Regions from separate parts of the Sus scrofa genome. Here region 2 is linked to region 1. Evidence: chromatin contacts called from public Hi-C data. All regions are on one chromosome and are shown on one strand. Each heading gives the region's core, a stretch centred on a gene start, on an enhancer-like site or on the middle of the called end of the contact. The rest is flanking DNA. Distances are from core to core; before and after follow the strand shown.

Region 1 (4,224 bases), core at 942-3,441:
ACATCACCTTTAAAGTGATTGATCTATTACAACATTATAAATCAGCTATGCTTCAATATAACTTTAAAAATGAAAAAAAGTGACTCGTCTATTAAAAAGTCCATATTACAGAGTATCTTTGTGTTACCTCTGGAGGAATATCTCTTAGTTATACCTCAAGTAAGCAAAAAGGAAGTCAAAACACAAGAGAAAGTTAATAGAACAATGTGACTGATTCTACAATTTTATAAGGTATTTCTGGAAAAAGCTTCAGAAGCCATTTTAAAATATTTGTTTCATAGACAGACGGAAAAAGGAAACTTAACATCTGTGATAGTCTTTTTAAACATAATTAGTGTTGGTTTAATTACAATATTTTTTCCAAGGAAATGTCCGAATCTGTAACACCAGATTATATCTAAATCCAGCCGTTCTCACAGTATGATCATTAGAAATAGTATTTATTGAGCACCTACTGTACATAGCCTGATACTGTAATTACACTGAGAATAAAAAAATATATATTTTTCAACTATTTCAAATACAATTTATGATTCCATCTCTCATATACTATACTATGATTTTTCTTTATCATTGTATGTGAGAATAAGAGATATAAATCTAGTGTGATTTATTTGCAGTAAGACCCTGTAAATTAGAGTGATACAATGTGTAAACTACTGTGGCTTATGGAAATATTTCCTAATTAATTTGACTCAAAGATGTTTAAACCTTAATTAGCAAAAATTGTGCCCAATTTATCAGTGTAATGGGAGATAAGAGTGTTGATGCATATGGACTATGAATTGCAACATGTACAAAGCAAATTGATCAAGCAAATCAGTCTTTAACTTATTCATCATAATTACTGATGCAAGCAGCAGAAAATCTGAAATATCAAGGTAGGTAGAGGGAGAATATTTGGATAAATTAAAATGGAGAAAAATCGAAGATCATGGAGGTTTAAGTAAAGGACTCAATGGCACTTATTCAGGTTTTGCCAAAGAGCCCCAGGTGAGGAGCCAGACAACTGCTGGCTGTGGGCCCTTGCTCTGTATAGAGCCTGGCCTTAGGCAAGAATTTTATGTCATTGAACAAGTTCCTGGCCTTGTGAAATGGAGAAAACAGTGCCTTCAGCATAGGAGTGTTGTAAAGCTCAAACAGGTAAAATTAGTGTTCTTGGTATATGATACATAATACATAGTAGATACTCAATAAAAGGTAGCTATAAATCTTGAAATTGATGCTACATATTCTATCGTAATTTCTGTGGCTATTCATAGTATTTAACTAGTTATAAAGATGTGAATCCTTCACCCCAGGAAAAAAATACTGTTTTGTTTTTTTTTTTATGAGAGATTTGCAGAATCTTGGCATGCCTCACAGTGCACCTGTAGATGTGTCAGCCCAGAGCATCTCTGAGGGGAAGTTACTCTCAGTGTGAGTGAGGGATGAAGACCAACTGCTTAGAGCACAGGGCTTCTCCTCAGAGAAACTGAAGTTTTTCCCACTAGTCTCTTAAGAAGTCTATAACTGTTTTTATATTCAAAGAGAAAAAGGGAGAACTTTTTCTTTACTGCCTCTGGGAATTTTACTTTTGGGTTATCCCCAAGGAAATGTGCCCAATTTGGGTTATAAATATAGTGTAGTCCTGCCTGACTGAATTGGGACAACGCACGTTGTCATGAGACTACTTCAGATTTTCCAATGCCTGGGCACCTACATTTTGTTTTCCTACACCTATTTCTTACCCACTCCCGTGGGAAACATTATTAGTATTTTTGGCTGTGCCTGGTTGATGGTTTGAATGTCACATTTGTTTATCTGACTTATCACTGACAGGTTAGCTCCAAGTCTCAGGCTGCCCCAAGAAAGAATAAGATGGAACAAAAACTACCAGGCATCTCCGTGTTGTTTTGTCTTGAACTGCCAGTATGGTTTCTGACCAGGCGAAGCTTCCACCAGGGGCCGTACTCTATACCAGCATATAAGGACACATATACAAATATAGGTATGTTCAGATTCCTACAGGTCGGAAGGTGACACACTGGTTAGATTTGATAAATATCACCAAGAACTTTTACAATAATTTTTTCTTGTTGGTTAGTATGAAGAGAGTTAAAATTCAATATGCCCTTGGAAAATACAAATGTTCCTTCACTGGGCACTGTTCTTCATGAGTCACTGAAAAAAATGAGTCACCTAAGAATCCCCATCATTGCTTTAATGCTCCTCTTGTGTGTTTCTTACTGGTATAGGATATTATTTTTCAATAAATGACTCAATAAATGACTCACATCCAAGCCTACAATCCCAGTCCCATTAACATAGAAGGATTCCCACGTGCAAAAATTTAGTAGTAAGATACACTGTATTTTTGCATAAAATATCAAAAAGTTGCAGTAGAGTGAAATGTCTACTAAGCAACTAATTAATAACTTGTGTAATAGCATACTATTGAATCATTCACAATATTTCAAATTACATTAATGTTTAATGATATAGAAAATATTTGTAATTAAGGTTAAGTGTAAAAATCAGATTGGTAAAGAGTTTACCTAGTTTAATTGTATTATTGTTAATGCGTTTTAGGATGTGAATATGCATAAGCTAATATCTGACTCAGTATTTAAAGTGGTGCTACTTGATCATGAAATTATGATATTTAAAATATTTAGTATTTTGACTACCCTAAAATTTCTATACATTATATTTATATTCTAAGTTTTAAGTATCCCTCTTCATCACTTATAGCATATGAGATATAGTCCAAGAGAAAGGAGAAATCTGGTAGAGGGTAGCTGGGCTTTCTATTGAGCTAAGGAATGCCAAACAATCTTCTAGCACTGAGCTGCTACTCTAACTTCCATTTTTTAATTTTTTTGTTTTTTTATGGCCACACCTGAAGTATATGTAAGTTTCTGGCTATGAGTCGAATAGGAGCTGTACCTGAGGCCTACACAACTGCCACTGCAACACTGGATTCTTAACCCACTGAACAAGGCCAGGTATCAGCCCACATCCTCATGGAGACTAACAAGAAGTTCTTAACCTGATGAGCCACAAAGGAAAAAACTTTTTTTTTTTTTAATTTCTTTACCTAGCTTTTTCATCATTGCAATGAAAGATCCTTGCTTTTCCTCAAACCACAAGATAGAATGAATCTAGTACTAATCCAATTATCATAAGTCAAATAAACAAATTTATCAGTTAATGATTGACATTTATTTATTTATTTATTTATTTATTTATTTTTACTTTTTAGGGCTATGCCCATGGCATATGAAAGTTTCCAGGCAGGAAGTCCAGTTGGAGCTGGAGCTCCCAGCCTACACCAGAACCAAAGCAACACAGGATCCATGCCACATCTGCAACCTACACCACAGCTCATGGCAATGCGGGATCCTTAACCCACTGAGTGAGGCCAAGGATTGAACCCACGTCCTCATGGATCCTATAAACCTGAATGGTTCTTTACCCCTTAATCAAAATAGGAACTCCAACGATTGACATTTAAAATAATTATTTTCTGAAAAATTATAAATTGATATTATGGAAGTCGAAGCAAATGCTATAGAATTGTTTAAATATGGTTTTATTTGTAGAAATTTCTTTAAACATCTTTCAAGGAAATATTTCTAATTCTGATTAAGTTCCTTTAACCACACTTAAAAAATAATACATCAGCGTTCCTATTTGGCTTAGCAGCAATGAACCCAACAAGTATCCATGAGGATGCAGGTTTGTTCCCTGGTCCCACTCAGTGAGTTAAGGATCTGGTGTTACCATGAACTACAGTATAGGTTGCAGACATAGCTTGGATCCTGCATTGCTGTGGCATAAGCTGGCAGCTGAAGCTCTTATTCAACCCCTAGCCTGGGAACTTCCATTGCCACACATGTGGTCCTGAAAACAAACCAACCACAAAAAATGTTTAAATATATCATCCCTATAGCTAATCTCTAAAGAGTACACATGTACACAACACTTCTTGGCTATTGTTAATAGTGCTGTGATCCTCAACATCAGTACTTATTAGAGAAATGCAAATCAAAACTATAATGAGGTACAACCTCACACCCGTTAGAGCGGCCATGATTATCACATCAATAAATAACAAATGCTGGAGAGGATGTGGAGCAAAGGGAACCCTCCTACACTGTTGGTAGGGATGTAAATTGGTACAACCACTATGGAAAACAGTACAGAAATACCTCAGAAAACTAAATATAGAAATACCATATG
Region 2 (4,533 bases), core at 696-3,195, 620 kb after region 1:
CAAGATACAAGTGAAACGCAGCTAACATTTCCATGTAATAGCACAATATTTTCTACTGAGCATAAAAGAGGGAAAAAATTGCAGTTTCTTAACCCCCGATCTCTGGTTATAGTATTAGTAACATCTGCCACACGTAAATACTGCAACTCAGTAATGCAGGTAAAAAGCCTTCTGTTTAGATGCCCCCCAACTGCAATTTACATGGGTGCAAGGTTCCAAGCAGCTACCTACTTGAGTAGAACTGGTCAGTTCCCAGGCTCTAATCTTATCTGCATTAGGCTGCACGGTAGCTGATGCCCGCGATTAGTTCCGGCAGAGTGATGCAGGTAGGGATGCAGATACAGCCTAGTAGGTGAGCTCTGCCCCAACCGTCTACCCAATTACAAACATCTATCGTCTACACCGAGGACATATCTAAACACAAAATGTACAATTGTGCATGCGAAACTTTACACTTACGTTAGTTGCCTCAACCTTTCCCCTTTCCCGGTATGCTGCAGTTAGGAATGATCTGTTCCAACACATAGAAAGCCATGCATCTGGTAGCACCAGTTTGGGGAGAAATCAGAAGCAGCAAAACGTTTCCTCTTTGTAAAATGTGTTGCTTCGGGCTGGCAAATTAGCAACTCCAGAAAACAAATTCACAGATTTGTCGTTAGTCATTCTCTCCACATTTCGTCTCTATTACCCACGGGGTCTGAGCTCTTCTGGTATTTAACACACACACAACATCCAATTGCACTTCTTCAGCTCAGGGATATTTTCCACAGCATCAAGCATACCATTTCCCTCCGATGTCAATACTGCTCAAGTCTCTTAACTTCTTGTAGGAAACGTCAGAGTTGGGGTGATGGTGATTCTCTGGATGATCTCCGGGTGACAGTTGCCTGAAAAATTCCTAATTGGTTATCTCTCTCGGGCTTCAGAGACTCTAGGGTGCTCCTTCCTGTCTGGCATGCTCTCCCTCTCTCCCTTCTCCTCTGCCCCTCTCTCCTTCTCCCTCTCCTCTCTCCTCTCTCTGAACTGAATTTCTTGATATAACTCTCAATAAGCCCAGAGGGAGGGCGTGACGAACTGAGCCCCGCCCCTGCCCCCTGATTGGCCCGTATCTTGCGGTGCGGGCGGCCACAGCCGGGCGCGGAACAAGGCGCTGACTGTCTTCCAGCCTCCCCTCCCCATCGCCCCTTTGGCAGTCACGAAAACCCGGAGTCACGATCCCAGCCCCGGGAGAGCTGGATTCCAGGAGGCGCACTGAGCATGCCCAGCATGGGCCGGTCGGGGAAGGAAGCGGCGGCGCTCCCCAGACCCGCGAGGACAGGGCTGTCACGGGCGCATAAGGGCTGGCGGCTGCTCGGAGTGGCTCCGTGTAGCGAGCAGCCGAGCCCCGGCAGTCGCTCGACCAGAGGCAGCGCGGGAAGCCGGCAGGGCGTGCGGGGCGCAGACCCTGGAGCCTCGGGCACCGCGGAGGGCGGATGGGGGATGCCGAGGCGGCCCGGTTGCCGACGCACATCCCGCACTTCTCTTTGCTAAATCGAGGGACCAAAATGCAGAGATCGGAGAGAGACCACCCGGGGTCCGAGGAGCGAAACACTCCGTCGCCCCTCGGAGGGAAGCAGGGGCCAGCAGATCCCCGGAGCGCGTTAAATGGACTACACGCCCGGTGCTGCAACTAGAGGCTTTTGCTGGCGGGGACTCTGGCCGGAAAGGCAGAGAGGGCGGATAGGAAAGGTCGGGACAGAGGATATTTGAATCTCCTTCAAGACCGGAGAGAAAATTACTTTGAGCACTCCCTACTTGCTGGGTGACGGAAGCTGCCGGGAGAAAGGGAAAATGACAGCTTCTGGGATCCCCGTAGTCAGCCCTAGGCCTGTCCGCTGTGCGGAGAGAAGTCTCCTACCCGGGAGTGTGACAGGCCGCGGCGGCTGATCAAGGCTGACCTTGCACTTCTGCTCCCGCAGCGCCCAGAAACCTACGAAACAGAGCTCGCCCGGACGCGTGGCTGCGGCAAAAGCCGCTTCAGCTCACCTATCTGCAAACTTTACTTGGGAGAGGCTGGGAGGAGTCCCGTCCAGCTGCTCCCCAAGCTGAGGAACATATTTCCTTTCCCATTAACACTGTCTGAGGATTCCAACTTTACCTGTAGTACTTGGCTTTCCTGTGCAGTTCATTTCTGTGACTCCTCTTCCGTCGAGTATCCTCATACGTTTCTCATTTTCATTCAAGAGCCGGATAGAATAACTCTCAAAAGGATTAGTTTATACCATAAATATTGGCCCTGAAAGCACTTATCTATATTTGACTGATCTTTTAAAATCAGTAAACCACGAAGATTTGTGCAATGGGTTGTACCTACGACGCCAGATACCTGAGTAAAATTTGAGGCATTAATAATAACAGTTCACTTGGAACAACAACAAAAAATTATTTTTTAGCATGACCTATAAAGGTCTAAGAAGGTCTTAATGCATGATTGAATAACTTATTCTAACTTACAGGGAGGATAAAGGGCATTTATTTTAAACCTCCGTGTTCCCCATTCTATACTGGCCTGAAGATGCCATAAAGGCTCTTCATATAGTTATGCACTGGGATGGAGTTTCAGGAACACCTCTTGTTTTTGAATACAATGGCTTTCCTTTTTAAATATGAACACTTATTTTTAGATATTTAAAAGTAAAAAGAAAAAAATTACTACGGAAATCTACTAAATTTAGATATTCTATAAATAATCCCTTAATTTAACCAACACATTTGACATTGCAATTTCCCCACTCTGAGACTATAAGCTCTTTTTTTTTTTATAAGTGCAGTGCCTATAAACCCAGTGTAAAATACATTAATCCCTTATGTGTGAAATATAAAACAGGTTTCTAGCAAGCCATAGGTTGACACTGTTTTGAAATAGCTAAACAACTCCTATGATAGTATTTTGTATGATTAGAATATATACAGTTTTAAAAAGGACTGCTTAAGTATCTAAAAGTCAATACAAAAATATTAACTTCTACAATAATGTGAGTGAATTCAAGGAAGATATTTTTATCTTACCACAGTGAATGTTCATTTTGCCATTCACAAAATGTACCATTTAAGCGAGTGCATTGTTCCAATTGTCACCTATTTTGTGATCTGAACTAGTTTAAAATAATAAATGAACCATCCTTCTGATATATTACAATAAACATATCAGCACAGTCACTTTCCAGTTCATTTTGTAAGCATCACAGTTATATTACACTCTTATTCTAATCATACTGTAGTCATTTCAAAGTCATGTTGTAGTGGCAGCACATAGCTTAGCAATAATTGTTTAACATTATTCCTAAGTAGAATTGTTTCTGTTTGCGAAGGGGTAGATTTTCTTGGTAGTCAGAACCCATTATTACCCTAAGCTCATAAATGAAATCTTAGTATGAACAATGGTAGAGGTTATGGAAGAAAAAATATATCATCACATGATAAGACATGTCTATGAGGCTTCAATTAACAGACATCGCAGGTCAAAGCCTCAAAATGAAGTAGATATAGCTTCTTTTCAAAGGAGATTGAGTATAATACAGAAATAGAACTACTGACTTCAGTGCATTGCATTGTGTAAGTTTTTTTGGCATATCTAAATTACTGGGATTCTTTAATTGTAATAGTTTTAGCCCTTAAAGCTAGCATGGTTGAAGCTTATTGTTTGCCCTATTATATTCCAACTGCTAAACTGCAGAATGAGAACTATTATTAGACAGCTTATTAATATTCCTGGCAGAAAATTAAATATAAAGGGTCATTTTCCTAACCCTCTGCAATCATAACTTGAGGCTTCTGCCCAAACCACCATATCTACAAGTGCCTATCGAGAGTTGCTCACAATCCACTTATCCTGCTTTTTATTTTTTGAAAAAATGTATATCTGCATAATTATGAATTAGGGGAATGATATTTTTCATTTATTTTAGTGTTTCTAGGGAACATTTATTTTTTGATGCATTTAATCACTTTTCTCTTTCATGAATTTAATAAAAGGTTAGACTTTCAATTATATGACTTCCAATATACATCTTCCAGTATATATGTTAGATTTCAAATTAGATTTCTTCAACTAACCCTAATACATCTTTGTCAGTGCATGTTTTCTACAGCAAGAAATTATCATGTGCTCACCTGCGTTGTCCCTAATTAGTACTTTAAGAATTATACCGTCGAGGCTGTAGTAAAATTACCTTAGCGTTCTCTGCCGGGTGGTTATATAGGTCAGAAGATACTTGTGAATCTAAATCACTTTCTGCAAGCAAAGTGAAGACTAAAGTGCAATTAGAGACTGATACAGAAAGAGAGATTGAGTTAAATTATTTTATATTCAAAAAAATGTAATGTTTGTTTATATATTTTTAAGGAATAATTTCCATGTAATGGCATTTAATAAATTATAACACAGTTCAGTTTGTTAATTGGATTTTCATCTATGATTTTCTAGTTACCACTCAGCATTTTAAAATTACATTTCACACAGAGATCACAAAGGCTTTTTAAAGTTACATTTTA

Evidence for each region. A called contact is a pair of places that touch in the nucleus more often than the background predicts.
Region 2: a Hi-C map of embryonic fibroblasts shows a contact between it and region 1, with 2.1 times the contacts expected there. The contact joins the promoter of PCDH9 here to the enhancer-like site in region 1. A contact is called at or near these places in 17 of 47 Hi-C or Micro-C datasets (alveolar macrophages, embryonic fibroblasts, fetal heart ventricle and 11 more) and 1 of 2 datasets of contacts at active chromatin or transcription factors (skeletal muscle).

Annotation. Positions count from the first base shown.
Region 1 is chr11:38,831,285-38,835,508 of Sscrofa11.1, forward strand. The region is part of intron 2 of PCDH9 (protocadherin-9); the gene reads right to left. Among named protein-coding and RNA genes, the nearest start is that of PCDH9, 620 kb to the right of the region's middle. Within about 2 kb of position 2,192, at least 2 of the 83 cell types and tissues checked have an H3K27ac peak or open chromatin away from gene starts, as enhancers often do. A contact at or near this core is called in embryonic fibroblasts, where this site is marked.
Region 2 is chr11:39,453,221-39,457,753 of Sscrofa11.1, forward strand. PCDH9 (protocadherin-9) reads right to left here and starts at 1,946. Exons shown (of 4, transcript XM_021065365.1): 1 at 460-1,946.